2 separate regions of the Rattus norvegicus genome follow, and region 1 is linked to region 2. Evidence: chromatin contacts called from public Hi-C data. All regions are on one chromosome and are shown on one strand. Each heading gives the region's core, a stretch centred on a gene start, on an enhancer-like site or on the middle of the called end of the contact. The rest is flanking DNA. Distances are from core to core; before and after follow the strand shown. Region 1 has its middle 70 kb from the start of Ackr3. Region 2 holds the start of Ackr3 (atypical chemokine receptor 3).

The links. A called contact is a pair of places that touch in the nucleus more often than the background predicts.
Region 1: a contact with region 2 is called in a Hi-C map of the A7r5 cell line, with 2.1 times the contacts expected there. The contact joins the enhancer-like site here to the promoter of Ackr3 in region 2. A contact is called at or near these places in 3 of 12 Hi-C or Micro-C datasets (the A7r5 cell line, mammary epithelial cells and psoas muscle).

The regions. Positions count from the first base shown.
Region 1 is chr9:98,314,009-98,321,195 of GRCr8, forward strand. No RefSeq gene overlaps it. Among named protein-coding and RNA genes, the nearest start is that of Ackr3, 70 kb to the left of the region's middle. Within about 2 kb of position 5,248, at least 8 of the 93 cell types and tissues checked have an H3K27ac peak or open chromatin away from gene starts, as enhancers often do. A contact at or near this core is called in the A7r5 cell line, where this site is marked.
Region 2 is chr9:98,245,055-98,252,214 of GRCr8, forward strand. Ackr3 (atypical chemokine receptor 3) reads left to right here and starts at 2,300. Exons shown (of 2, transcript NM_053352.2): 1 at 2,300-2,361.

The sequences.
Region 1 (7,187 bases), core at 3,998-6,497, 72 kb after region 2:
TGCATATAGTAGGAAGGGTAACGCTATCAGAGGCTAAGGATGAGGAGGGGAGGGGGCCGGGAACTTCCGGTTCAAGGGGACAGAGGTCCTTGTCTACAGGAGGAGGTACTTTGAGGTTTATTGTTCAGTACAGCGACTGTAGCCCATGATAATGTAAACATAGAAATAACCATGAGTGGGGCTGGGGTGATGCTTGGTGGTCAAAAGCACTGAGTAGACATAAGGACTGGTGTTTGGACCCCACACCTGCATGACTAGCTGGGCATCCAACACATGTTTGTAACCCATCTTTTGGAGGGAATAGAGACAAGATCTCTGGTTTCCAGACATGGCAAGAAAATGTAAATTCCAGGTTCCGAAAGAGACTGTCTCAAGGGACCAGGTGCAGAGTGATGGAACAGGGCAGCCGGCGCCCTCTTCTGGCCACCACAGGAACACACACACACATACACACACACACACACACACACACACACACAGAGAGAGAGAGAGAGAGTGTGAGAGAGAGGGAGGGAGGGAGGGAGGGAGAGAGAGAGTGGGTGTGTCATTCAGGCACACACAAATAAATAAGTATTAAAATAAATTGTCTACCACCAAAAAAATGCTAAGCCAGGGGTGATGGGCATGTTAACCAGTTGCTAAATCACTGCATGGTACCCATAAGGAGAAGCAACCCTTTGTGGTCTATAAATGCAGAGCCACAATTTGTCAATTGCAAGTAGCATTAACGATACAAAAAAATCAGGCACAGTTCTCTCATTAATCATGGCCATTAATCACATTAACACATGCAGAAATACTGCTTTGGACACGAGGGATAAACCACCTCTTCAGAGTCTACCCTCTGCTTCTTCTGTCTCCAGCCTCTTGCTGACTCCTGTTCTGGGGCCAGGTAATTCTCTGGCCTCCAGGACATTCACACTGTGTTGAGAGCATGGCTTTTAGGCGTTCCTCATGATCGGCTGGCACGGGGGTCCTGCCAGGGAGACAGAGGAGCAGAGCCAAGCATGAATCTCTTAGATCCCGCCGAAGAGCTGATGTTAAGGCATGTGGGGGAATGGACGCTTGGGGACTGTTGTTACCAGCTCTCTGAGAAGCTGGATTTCCTGCAATGAAAATACGGAACATCCTGCTTCAGTCAGAGAAGGGTTGGGGGTCTCATGGGGAGCGCTTGACACGCTGCCCAAACCACAGCCCTAATCACCGAGGCACGTGGCTCGCACTTGCATGGCTGTGTGGATGTGAGCCTCTCTTCGGCTGGAAACTCTGAGCAGCCTCGCTCTGGAGAAAGAGAGTTCTCTCTTTCCTCCACACACATGTCAGCAAAGGCTTTACTTAAGCAAATGCCACCTGCCCCGGCCTGGACACTTGTCTGCACCACAGAGACCTGCGCTGAGTGCCAGCAATGCAGGCCTGTTTTCTCTGAGGGGGGCGGACCCCAGAATGTTGACACCCTGTGGTTGTTGCTGTAAGGATAATGTTCTACATTAATAACATGCCTCTCCTCCAGATGGGTTCCTGAGTGCCCTACAGGCTGAGGTAAATAGCCACCCTGAGTTATAAGAATTTATCGTGCCCATCGCGACTCATGGCTCCTGGATGAGTCACAAGCTTTTGTCCACATGCAGAAATGAGGCTGAATTGACCAAGGGTAGAGAGTAAAGCACAAGAAGCTGACCAAGGCCTGGCTGGAAAGATGTGAGGACCACAGTCACTGTGCCACCGAGTGAGAGTAATGAGTCAGAGCCAGGGGTAAGGAATGGGGGACAGGTCAGTGAAGAGATTGTGTCTAATAATTTAAAACTGCAAAGCCACACAGGACTCTAACTTAGAAACAGAAAGACGTCAGATGTAGAGGGCCATGCTTGTAATGCTAGCACTGGGGAGGCTGAAGTAGGATTGCTGCAAGTTAAAGGCAATCTTGAATTACATAAAGTTCTAGGTCAGCCTGGGCTACAGAATGAGAACTTGAGATCTTGAAATCTTGTCTCCTCTGCCCCCAAATAAAAGGGCAGAGGAGGAAGGAAGGAAGGAGGCAAGGACAAGAAGAAAGTGGAGTGTGTGTGTGTGTGTGTGTGTGTGTGTGTGTGTGTGTGTGTAAGTTTCTAGTCTGATGACAGAGGCTAGAAGTTTGAGGGCAAAAGCTACAAGTCTGAGGGCAGAGGCTATAAGTCTGATGGCAGAGGCTAGACGTTTGAGGGCAAAAGCTACAAGTATGAGGGCAGAGGCTGTAAGTCTGATGGCAGAGACTACAAGTCTGAACTCAAAAGCTGCAAGAACCAGAGATGGCTCCAAGGTTCATCTCTGGGAGGTGATAATAATGGGGTGGGGTTCCTGGTGCTTTGGGGGAGTTAAGCCCTTGGGTATCCATCATTTCTTTGGTACTTTATTTTGAGCCACAGTGTGGGTTGCTGGGAACTGAATCTGTCCTCTGTTAGGGCAGCCTCTGGAGCTATCTTTCCAGCTCCAGTAAGAAAAACCTTAAAATCGAAACCTCTCAAATTCTTCTATGACCCCAAGCAGACATAGTAGTCCCTTGAGCTCCTCCTCCTTGTATCTGGCTGTATCTGGGTGCTTCCTTTAGGTGTCTTTCACAGCTCTTTTCTGCCTTTCTCAGGATTAATTATATCAACCACCTTCCAGAGTGCTGAGTAACTTTAATTTTTTAAGCCTATTTTTAATGATGGTTCTTAAATGTTTTAACCCCCCCTTTAGCCCACCACCCACCAGAGGTAGTGGGAAAGAAAGGATATAGGGGAAGGGACTAGTTTAGAAAGCTTTTTTTTTTTGAGCAACTCCCGTCTGTGTTTTCTAGAAATTGGCAGTTTATTTACAGGTTAGTAGTAGTAGCATCTCAATCTACTTGTAAACATTTTATGGATATGTCTATAGTCCAGTTCGGTAGAGTTGGGATAGTAAACTCAAGTCAGCAATGATGACATGACCTAGCGGAGACAGCCAGGCCTCAGTCTTGGCACTAGTCAGCAGGAGGAACTAGGAGGGACATCAGAAGTTCTTAGCTGTGCCTCTCTCAGTGAAGCCATGAGACCCACAGACTGTTGTACGGTTAGTTCTATAAGTGAGCCAAGCATAGTTTCTGCCACTGTCTATGGAGTTCTATTTTTTTTTTTTTTCCGGAGCTGGGGACCGAACCCAGGGCCTTGTGCTTCCTAGGTAAGCGCTCTACCACTGAGCTAAATCCCCAGCCCCCTTGGAGTTCTATTTTTATTATCTCTAAAATCACGTGTCCTCTATGGGTCATGCTTCAGCATGAGCATCTGTCCCAGTTGACGTCACTCTGCCAACCAGCCCGAGTCCACAGAAGCGGCAAGGAACTATAGTTCACCACCAGAAGTTTTGTGGTGCATTTCTCTCTATGGAGTCCCAACAAACGGAGCTCAGTTGTGCAATGTAAGGCGGACCAGTACATACATACATGTCATTAGCCAAGAATCCTTCATCACGTGTCTTTTCACGTGCTTGCTTTAGTAGAACACCCTTTCACCTGTGTCTGCTTCAGTGAAACATTCCTTCGAGAGTCTGCCTTAGCCTTTCACCTGTGTCCACGTCACGAAAACACTCCTTTTACGTGTTTGCCCCAACAAAACACCATGCAACACAACTGACTCGCCAAAGGACCCTTAAGTTTGCTCTTCAGTGCTGAGCGAGGATGTGGGCAGGACCTGGGGGGGAGCAGCCACACTTGGGCTGCCAGGGAGGGCAGCTTCCAGGTAGCCTTTCCTCTTCACAACTGTGATGAATAGGAAGCAGGGGCATCTGGAATTTGCTCTGGCTGCAGTGCAGAGGGTGTAAGATACTCAATAGACTGTCCACCCTGAGGTGCTGGTGGTGAGAAGGCTAGGCAAGACCCGTAAACATGCTTAGAAGCCTGAGGATCTGCCCTGGAGCATGGGGGCGCCATCTTGGAACCAGCCATGTACATCCTGACATGGAGGGGGTGAATGGCCTGCTGGTGTCATCGGAGAGAGAGGAATGGTGAGATCTGCAGCTGTCAAGCAGGTGTTTAAAGTGGAAATGGCCCAGCTGTGCAGATGATGGACCAAAGGATGTTCCTGCTAGTTTCCTTTTAACCGAATGAAGGCGGGTCAGAGAACATCGGGATGCTTGAGCTCTTCCACATGAGTTGGAACGTGAGGAAGATTTTGGCAACTGGTTGGAACGCTGCCTGCTAGCCTGTGGAGATCCTTTGCAGCCTGCTGGGCAGGGTGTGGTTGGACTGGGGACGTTTGTTTCTTTGCTCTTCTTCAGGGTGCCAAGAATCCAGGAACAAATGCAGGAAGCATATAGGAGATTTGATTTCTCATTCGACAGACCCTCGTAGTACCATGCGATGGCAAGCCTGCCCCTCTGGACTGAGGATTGAATGCCCTTAGCCACCTTCCAGGTACAGGGGTGTGGGTGGTGAGCCTATGCTGTCAGTGTGCAGTGTTAAAGTTTACCTCTGAGTGTGTTCTCTGTACAAGTCCACATACGTGTGAGTCTATGCGTGTGAGTCTATATGGATTTAATGTACCCATGTGCAAATGCGAGTGTCTTTGTATTAATATATGTGTTGTGTGTGACTATTGACAGCAATTCCTGCTTCAACTCACCACCCCAGGGAGGAACGCATGCCTGGTTCTCCTTGCCATATTGCTCAGGAATTGAGCTAAAGACAGGCACATCTTGACCCCAACCCTGGTAAAGGAGCAGGAGGAAATGAGTGGGTGTCTATCATAGAAATAGTTTCACCCAGGGTGGAAAGGGGGTGAGGCTGAGGTGGTTTCTTGATGAGCCTAGGGAAATTCAGAGGGCAAGATTCTCTTAGGAAAGCCCAGCTCATCCAAGGAAGGGACAGTGGCTCAGGAGTTTGTGACTAGCACAGGATGTGTGGGCTCTGATAAGCTATAACTGGCAATAGTTGCCTGACCTAATTCTAATGGACAAGGGGCTCTTCTTGTCGGTAGCGCTTTCTACCCAAGGCCCATGCCATCTTGTGCAGGGACTCCTGAATGAGGCCAACAGGGCTGAGGGGACTTCTGCGTATGTGACTGGAGATACTTCCGGTTGCCAGCAGGGCCTAGTGCTAAGGATTGTGGGTGCACAATCTCATTGGTCCCCAGAGAGCCCTCAGGCAACACTGTAATATGACTGGCCTTTAGAGATGCACCCACTTCAAGACAGACCAGTTCCCTCCCGGGCAGGCCTCAGGCTTAACAAGGCCTCCTCTTCTCTGCTGTATGCAGTAGGGGTGACTCAGCCCTCTCCCAAGTCTCTTTCCAAAAGGCAATAGCAATGCCAGGCCAGAGCCAGGGTCAACTTCAGAACTCAGAATGCATGGCCATAGTTCCCCAGCGGCAGTAGCTTCCAGACGACTCCAAGGTCTGACAGACGCTGTCTCGTGAGCAGATGAATATGTCACCTTTCTCCTCAGACTCTGAAGTAGCTTTTCTGGAAGCCGTTCACCATGAGCCACATGCTCCCAGCTCTTAGCTCTGCAGTTCTGCCTGGTCTTCTGAGGCACTGGCTGATGACTACAGAGGGTACAGGCTATGCGGCTGATCCGTTTGCATCATTGTATCCAATGCCTGCCTCTTCCTCAGGCCCAGCCAGATGCTGTTATTTTTCCATACCGGTCTCAGCAGATCTGGACGGCCTGCTCCTTTTGTGGAAAGAGAGTGTGTTGAGGTCCCCCACCCACCCGTGCCCATGTGATGCTCTATTGAACAATATTCTATTCATCCCCTGTTTATGTCTCTAGAGAAAATATGCAATTCATTTAGTCTAGAAGGCTCTTCTCGGCAACCGCTGTCCATCGCTGGCAGATCGAATATCGCACTAAACATATCTCGGACCCACCCTAAACACTTGCTTGGATGTGAACCTGAGACGTGCTGAATCTAAACCCTGGCACACATGACGAAGTCTGCTGCTGAAAACATCCAGGGGCACCTGCCAGCATGCAGTCACTTTCCTTTTCCTGGAAGAGGGTGACGGGAAACTCAGACTTCAGGCTGACTGGAAGCTAAGTCTTTCCCAAACAGTTCTTTCCTGGGGCTCAGGGTTTTACTGTCACTTTGGGGCTGTTTTTCAGGGATGTGTTACTTTGTATATAGTCTTATGGGCAACGCCTTTTAAAACATGGTTACCTGTAGATGAGTATTCTGTAGATTGGGAAATAGAAACATGGATAGTTTGACTCATGGTTGTGGAGATGGCTCAGTTTTACAAGAAAGAAAACTGGATTTTGTGTCCCAGGACTCATGTGAAAAGGCCTAGCATGGCAGCACAGACTTGTAACCTCAGCAGTGGGAAGCAGGGACAGCTAGATCTCTAGGACTTGCGGGCCAACCACTCTAGTCTGACCACTGAGCTTCCGATTCAGGGAGAGACTGTGGGCGGCACCTGAGGAATGACACCCAATCTTGACTCTTCTAACATATGCACACACACCAGCACACACTCATGTGCACACACAAGCCTATTCACAAAAGGCTGAAGTGAAGTCAGTCTTCAGAAACTTCACCTCTAGCTCTTGCCTGGTCTCTTGACATCCGCCGAATGTGGGCTTCATGCTGTTTCCTCATGAAAACGCCAGGTCAAAGCAGAGCAGCATTCCCAGCTCCGCCGTTCTAATCTTCCATTAAACTCGAGGAAAACCACGATTCCCTTACAAGATGCCAGACTTAAAACACATCCAATGCGATTGCAGGTGCAGACGTCTCTGCTCAGAGATGATATCGCTGCCCTCACAAAGGCGGCAGAGCGCTGCCCTGCCTCTTGCCTCCTGAGTTAAAACAGGAGAACCTTGGTTTCCCTCCATCAGTCAGTGGATTGGTTTGGTGACCTTGAAACCAATTTGCCTTCGCTAAGTTCATTGCAGAAAAGCGCAAAGAGGCTTTCTTTCCGGTCCTTATTTTTGTTTTGTAATTTTTGTTTTCCCCTCTCACTCAGCCATTTAGAGCCTGGAACAAATGCATGAAGATATGGAAGTCCAGCGCAGCGGTTGCCTTTACAATGAATCCTTTCATGCTGCCTCCAGACGTTTCTATTCATGCGTCATGATGCCAAGTTCTGGCAAATAAGCCAAGCTGGATTAAGTTACAGCCAAGTATGTTGACTTTACCCATTCAATTTATTTTTGGCAAACTTCAGAGGGTATTTATAATAAAGTCCCATTTCGAACA
Region 2 (7,160 bases), core at 1,050-3,549:
TGTCTTCTCCTGTGTGGGTCACGAGGCAGGCTCCTGGCCAAAGGAGGGAGACATTACATAGGATTTTATGCTGTATCTCAGCCCAGTATACTTAACCTTACCAAGTAAATCTTTTCTGGAGCCCCTTGATAATTTTCTCCTCCCCCCACTCCCCCCCCCCCCCCGGCCGCAGCCGCTCTCTCAGTGGGGGAATTGGTTCTCTCTTTCCGACATTTGGGTCCTGGGGATGCAACTCAAGATCAAAACCATCAGGCCTGTCTCCTGGATTCTCTATCCCCGAACCACCTTGCCTACTCCTCACCCTCGTTTCTGAGAAAAGGTGAGGCTCCAGAATCTTAGAGGCAGGATGGTCCAGCAAGGGGCAAAACAATCAATGCTCAGGGAGGGTGCATACTTTATGCTTTTTAAAAAAAATTCCTTTGCATCTTCCTTTTTTGCAAGTGCATGGTCTAATTAATAAAGCTCTGCTGTAGCCAGCGCACTTCCCACAGGCAAGTCCAGTCCCCTGCGGTCGGCCTTGGTCTATGTATCGCGGTGAGAAGCAGAACGGTCCCGGTTGTGGACATCCTGGGATGGCCGCACGAGGGCAGGTCTCTGCTTTGCTCCAAGGCAGCTCTGGGCTCTGGACAAAGGCAGTCGGGAGCCTTCCGTGCGGAGGATTTGGCCCCAGGCCTGGGCGTGCTGCGATGCGCAGGCGCTTTGGCATCCCAAACGGGGCGGGTTGCTCTGAAGCAAATCCTGCGGGGCCTCCAGTGAATGAAAGCTAGAAGGCCTAGGACAGGATGGCCTGGCTGGGTCCCGAGACCCTTTTCTGACCCTGAGGCCTCAGAGGTCCCTTCCTGACGCTGTAGGACACTCCCTGTACATACAGACCCTCCCAGTTGACTCAGACCTCCCTCCGCTTGGGGCCACAGACCAGTCTTTGTAGCTGGAAGGACCGCCCGCCTCTAGCCAGACCCAGATCCACCCTTGAGACCACAGACTACACCTCCGGGCCACAGACCCCGCCCACGGGCCTCAGGACCTCTCCCCTGCAGTGAGGGTCACAGACACCCCAGGAGGCTTCATGACCCCCCACCCAGATCTCACACTGCTCCTTGCAGACGCGCACCCCTCCTACAGCCCGGAAAGCAGGTGTGCTCCTCAGGATCTGCCCCGCCAGGAGTAAAGTGCAAGGCTGTTTAAACAAACCACTTCTTTTGTTAAGGTTTTTCTCTAGACCGAAGCTCTCTAGCCTACGTGAGACTCTGACCCCCGAGTCCTCCGGTTCCCGTGTTCAACAGTCACTCCCAGGAAACTTAGAAAATAGACTGAGCAAGTGTTAGCGCAGGCAGGAAGGAGATTTTGCGTTTAGCCAGTGCCTTAACCCTGGGCGCTGTAACTTGCTCTTCAGAAGTCCGGGAGAGAGCAGAGTGACCGCCAGCTCTTGGAGGGTGGGGGCCACTTGGGGAGGCGTTGCAGTGACAGTTTTAAAAGTAAAAGATTGGGTCATTTTACTAAGTGAGGCATTGCAAGGGACACTTTTTACAGGGAATCTGAACAATGAGCATCTTGATTAGAATGTAGATTTTGATAAAGATGACGATAGCGAGAAAAGTCGGCTAAGCTCACCATGACGATAAAGGGCTGCTACTTCACCTGCGTCAAGACCTTTTCAGCGACTGGCATTGCTCAGCCCTGTAGAACGCGGTCTTACTAGGGACTCAAGGACTTTGTGTAAGAGTTCCTACAGAATCCAACCTAAAGGCACTTTCTGGGTGATGGCCGTACAGGGTGGATTAATCGTTCCCTGTCCAAAATGTGAGTTCTGTTCAGGAGGCATCGACAAAGAAAGAGTAAGCTTGACAAATCAACAGCGAAGTTCAAAAGTTCAGAGTAATTTGTCTTGGGAACAAAGTCTTCCCTGAAGCTACAGGCATTCAAAGGAACTCCTGGTACTCGTGGGATTATTAAAGCTATACCTGAGACAGGATCAATATTTGATCATTTTGGAAAGTACTAGGACTTCTTTTGGGTTTTCGTCTGAGGGCATTTCCCCCAATAGGATCTAGCCTTTGCAAAGGAAGGGGTTTGAGGGCTCCCAGGAATGTGCTTGTGCAGGAAACAACAACCTAGAGAGGGTTACGGGAGGGCGTGTACGCGTGTACAAGCCTGCGTGCCGGCGCTGTGGTGGGGGGGGGGGGGGGGGAGGAGGAGGAGATGAGGGTTGCAAAACTGCCACCTAGAGGCACTTTCCTGCAGTGTATATAAAAGGCAAGTCCGGAGCCCGGAGAGAACTCAGTTGCTACAAACTGCTCAGCACTGAAGGAGCCTGCAGCACTCAAAGCCAGGAAGGCAAATCACAGCCCAGGCAGCCGCGAGGTAAGAAAACCTTGCTTCTGGGACAGCTTTGCTGAGCAACCACGGCAAGGGGCAGGGCTCCTGTTCTTACCCGAACCCGACTTCTGAGAACTCTTAGATCCCTGAGCTGGGGGCTTCAGAGCCTGCAGGTCCGGTTTGGAGAGCTCAAAGCTGATTGCAGGCTGCGTTGCAAGCTACTGCTTCTGCTTTGGGGGATTCGAGTTCAGTCACTTGTGGAGGGAAATCTCCGTGCGTTTGTTTGCTACTGGACTCTGATTTGTTTCTGCCAGTACTTAAGTTCCAGGAGGCAGGGAAACTTTGCAGAGAACATGGAATGCCCCACGGAGCTTGCCCAAGGCTGACTTAGGGGTGAACTTGGTACCAATATTTGCCAGCCCCTACTTCTGGTTATCAGATTGGAAGTGCGTAGAACTAGCTGTAAAAACACAAACGTAACTTCCAGAAAGGCATACGATGTGTTCAGTGGTATCCTCCAGTGGTGCAGACAACTGGGCTGAGCCGTCTATGTCTAGGATGAGTTTAAACTCCGTGCTCTGGGGGTGGGGATGGATTAATTCACAGCTCCTGAATTCTGGAAGTTGTAAATTGAATGTTAGCTACTCTTCGTCTTATCTCTTCATGGTATCTTTGCTAGTCTAATTTTGAGTATTTATTGTTCTCCTAGAAAGTATTGTCCAACTTCAGCTGGGGTTAAAAAAAAAAGCAGGTACTAAAAAAAGTCTAGTATTTTATAATTTAAACCTGCTCTCCAAGTGAACTGTGAGTGTTGCTGACTTTGTTAGGGTGCATAAAGGTTCGCTGGGTGGCTGGGAGCGAGGACTGCCCTGAGGTCAGGGGATCCGTGGTTAGCCAAGACTCCTGGCTGCTAACTGCTAGGAGAATGAAGCACTGTGAAAGGCAGACTGGCTGTCTCTTCCCCTTTCTCTCTTTCTCTCTCTCTCTCTCTCTCTCTCTCTCTCTCTCTCTCTCTCTCTCTGTCTCTCCATTCATTTGCTCACAAACAAGATTAATTAATTGTTTCGAAGTGGAGTGGGAGCAAACATCCTTTTAAAGGTGTCTCGGGTCAGTGGGATCCCCAAGACCCCAGTCTGCATTGTACCAGTGTGGAAACTTTGTTTTTCTTTGAAGGAGCAGATGCTGGCTTTGTGGGTCTTTATTTAGTTCAGGAGAATGTGGAGCTCAAATGGATAGGACCAGAAAGGAGGAATGGGGGTGGTTCTGGGTTTTGTGCCTGGCTCGCTGCAGATTTTAAATGGATAAAGCCCCAGTCTTTCTCCCATCTGAATAGGAGCTTGCCCCAGATGGAATGAAAACTCCCGTTTCTACCCGGAGCTATGCAAAAGCTCCAGTTTGGAAACATTTTGCTCTAATTTTCCCCAGTCTGAGAGGTAAACACTGTGTGCTGCTCTCTGCTGAGCTCAGCCACTGCCTCCAGGAGGCAGCAGGGGCTGGAAGGAGCTGTCTGCGAGCCGAGGTGTAAAAGCTGGGGAAGTCTGCTGCTTGCTAGCTGCTTGTTGGGCGCCTCCGGTTTGTTTTTAAAGGGGCATGCACAGTGCAAACACACACACACACACACACACACACACACACACACACACACACACACACACACACACTTTAAGTTCCAGAAAGTTACACGGCAGCATGCTGTGCTCAACTGAGTCAGGGCTTGGGACGTGAGCTTAGCCAGTATTAATAGCGAATCCTTAGGGAGCTAAGAAGGTATTATGATTTCTAATCAGACCCAGAGCCAGCCAAGGGTAGGCTTTCTAGATGGGATAAAAAAAAAGAAGAAGAAAGAAAGACCATGAAACACCCTGGTTAGTCAGAACAGTGGCTTTTTGTGTGAGGCTTTGAGGTGGAGTTCTTTAATTTTCAAATCTACACAGGGAAGTTGGTTGAAGTTACTCAGAGCTGAGACCGAAGGGCCACTCCTTCATAAACTTTTAGAGTCACTGAGGGAGGAGGAGAGAGCCTCAGAAACTTCAGAACTTTTCTTTTTCTGAGATTTTGTAGCAAACAGAATGGAATTTGGGCCCCGAAGGCATTTGTACTTTTCAGTTAAGCAACCAGAGGTATTAAAATGTTTCTTGTTGCCTGTTAGGTTGGGTGCATGCCTGTGATTCCGGAACTCCAGAGGCTGAGGCAGGAAGATTGCTGTGAGTTCGAGGCCAGCTTGGGTTATGTTGCCTTCGTACCATGTCTCAGAATGAATAAACGATAAACAAACAAAGAGTCTGATAATTGAAATCTATGTGCTTAGATAAAATTGATAAACAGGTGTAGTAATGACTGTTTTCAAACTCCCCAGGTATTGGGACACCTATCTCCTGTTACAGTGGAAGCAAACAGCCTAGGAAAAAGCAGATGGGCCCAGGTGTCAGGCAAGGACATTTTCTGCGGGGATTAGGTAGCCAATGCCTTTCTTGTTAAAAATATACTGGCTTAGTCTTGTTTATAAAGGGAGATGATTAGCCTGTGCTCCCCCAAGCTTCGCTTTAAAAAAAAAAGTTTCTTATAAACACATCCCAGGGACTGTGGAATTTTACAGTGATGATTTTGCAAAGAACCAATAGGTTGGGAGTGGACAGTGTTTTGTTCTCCAGCCCCCAGCTGGGAGATATGGAGACCATCTCAGGTGGCCTTGAGCTGCTAGGGGTGGAGCCCTGAGCAGCATGGGAAAGCTGCAGTTGAAGGCTGTGCCCGCTAAATAGCTGGCATCTTCTAGTGTTTCTGTTGTCTCTGCTAGCCTGAAGGCTGGTGTATAAGAGGAACCTAAGCTTTCGTAGCATGGCTTGGGAACCCCGGACCTCCTATTGTCTTGCCCAGGTCCTAAGCTGGTGGGAATGCAGACTCGGGCTATATCCTGCCAGCTGGCAGCGTTTGTATGGTACAGGGACATCTAGATCTCTCCGCTAGATGTGGCTCTGCTCCCTTGGGCTGCAGAGCACAATGGCTCTGATCCGGTTTCTGGATGGGACATTCATTATGTCTGTGAGCGCTCACATGGTAGGAGGCTGTCTCATGTGTTGGTGGGAAGTTCAGCCAAGAACCCTGAGGATAGGTGGCCTTGTTTCAGAACCAGGGTGTGGGTTTTTTTCCTTACCATATTTATTATTTCTTTCGAGTTCCCAAATAATTCAAAGCAGTTCCTTACTTAGAGGAAGTGAGGTCACTCAGGGCCACAGTGAATGTGTGGTCAGGACAGCATTGTTTCTCATTGGCTCCGTACTGGGGGATAGACAGGGTTTCTTTCTGCACTCAAGAGTAGTATTTGGCCACAGAGAGCTACCTGGGTGGGTGTCATCCAGGTTAGGTGTGGGTTTCAGGTGGACTAAGGAGAGTTGTTTAGTTGGCAACACCGCAGTCATCATCTCCCTGATGGACAGTTGCCTCACGGTTCTGCAAAGGTGGCCAGATTCTTCTACTTCGGTAAAACGCTCTTTGTAGAGTGTCCCAGACAAATGAAGACCTTGTGTCTGTAACACGGGACCCAAGTGGAAGCAGTTGAGCCCAGCTCCTACTAGCCGGAGTGAGGACAAGCTGCAACCTGTTAGATTCTTCTATGTTCATCCCTCGTGTCTCATCAGCTGCCCTGATCTGTTTTCAGAGGTGTGGATAGGGAAGGCAGGTTAGATAAATACTACCTCCAGCCTTGAGTCCACACGGGATTTCTCCAGGAAGTTCTATGTGGGACACGGGCCACAGGTTGCAGAAAATCTCTAAAGGAAGTGGAGGCACAGGTCTGACGGGCCCAGGGAGCCTTTTGTTTCCTATTAGGTTCAGAGTCCCTGGGGCTGGGACCACATTGTCTTATCTGGCTTCTGTCTGGGCAGCAAAAGCTATTTCTAGGATATCTGGGCCAACTGTATGACACGTCTGTCTTTAAACCTTCCCTGTCTCAAAGCCATGGCATTTCTTCAAACCTGCCCTGGCATAGACAGGCTAAGGCCACATCTCCTTGCCATAGGTCAAGGCCCACCTCTGGCTTCTTCTCTCCTTCATGTCTAGTGACTTGCCCCTCAGCAATGCTCCGTGACCGCAATGACATCCCTGACTTGCCTCCATGCTCCTGAAGGATGTACCCATGCCTGGGACCACGACAAGCCTTTGTGCCTCCCAGGTGGCCTTGTTTAGATGGTGGGTGCTTGGGGGAGGTGGCCATGACTTGACAGCTTCTCCTGTCCCAGAGCAGTGCCTTGGAGAGGAGATCGACTGATGTCAGCTGGAAACCGGTTACAGCTGAGTCTCTCTGGATAACCACTGCACCCCCAGACTGCTGGCCTCCCTGGAGCACTACTGATCTACTAGGACACTTTGCTCCACTGGTTGAACGAAGGTGAATGAGACCCAGTGGGGAGAAGGCATAGAGGGTAGCAGTGAGGAGACCTTCGTGATGCATTAGGATACGAAGCTTGTGGAAGGGAGGGGTGAGGCACAGCCAGGCTAAGAAGGGTCTTCTCCTCTCCGATGGGCTTTGGCGAGCATGTTAAGGCAATTTGGTGATCCTTAGCCAGACACCTGAACACACTTGGCAGTCCGTAGGAGGATCTATCTGGGGAGAAGGACATATGGATCACAGCCCAAACCACCACCCCATGGAGACTCTAAATTTGGATGCTTCTAATTCTGGTGCTGTCCCAGCATGCTAGGGAGCTTAGACTAGCCAGTTGAAAACAGCTGGATACTGCAGGCTGCTCGCAGCAGCAGCTGGGTGTTATCCAGGACATTTTATGGAGAGTGGCGAACCTTAGAAGTGAGAGGCCTATCTTTGAGGCACATCTCCCTCTCCACCATCG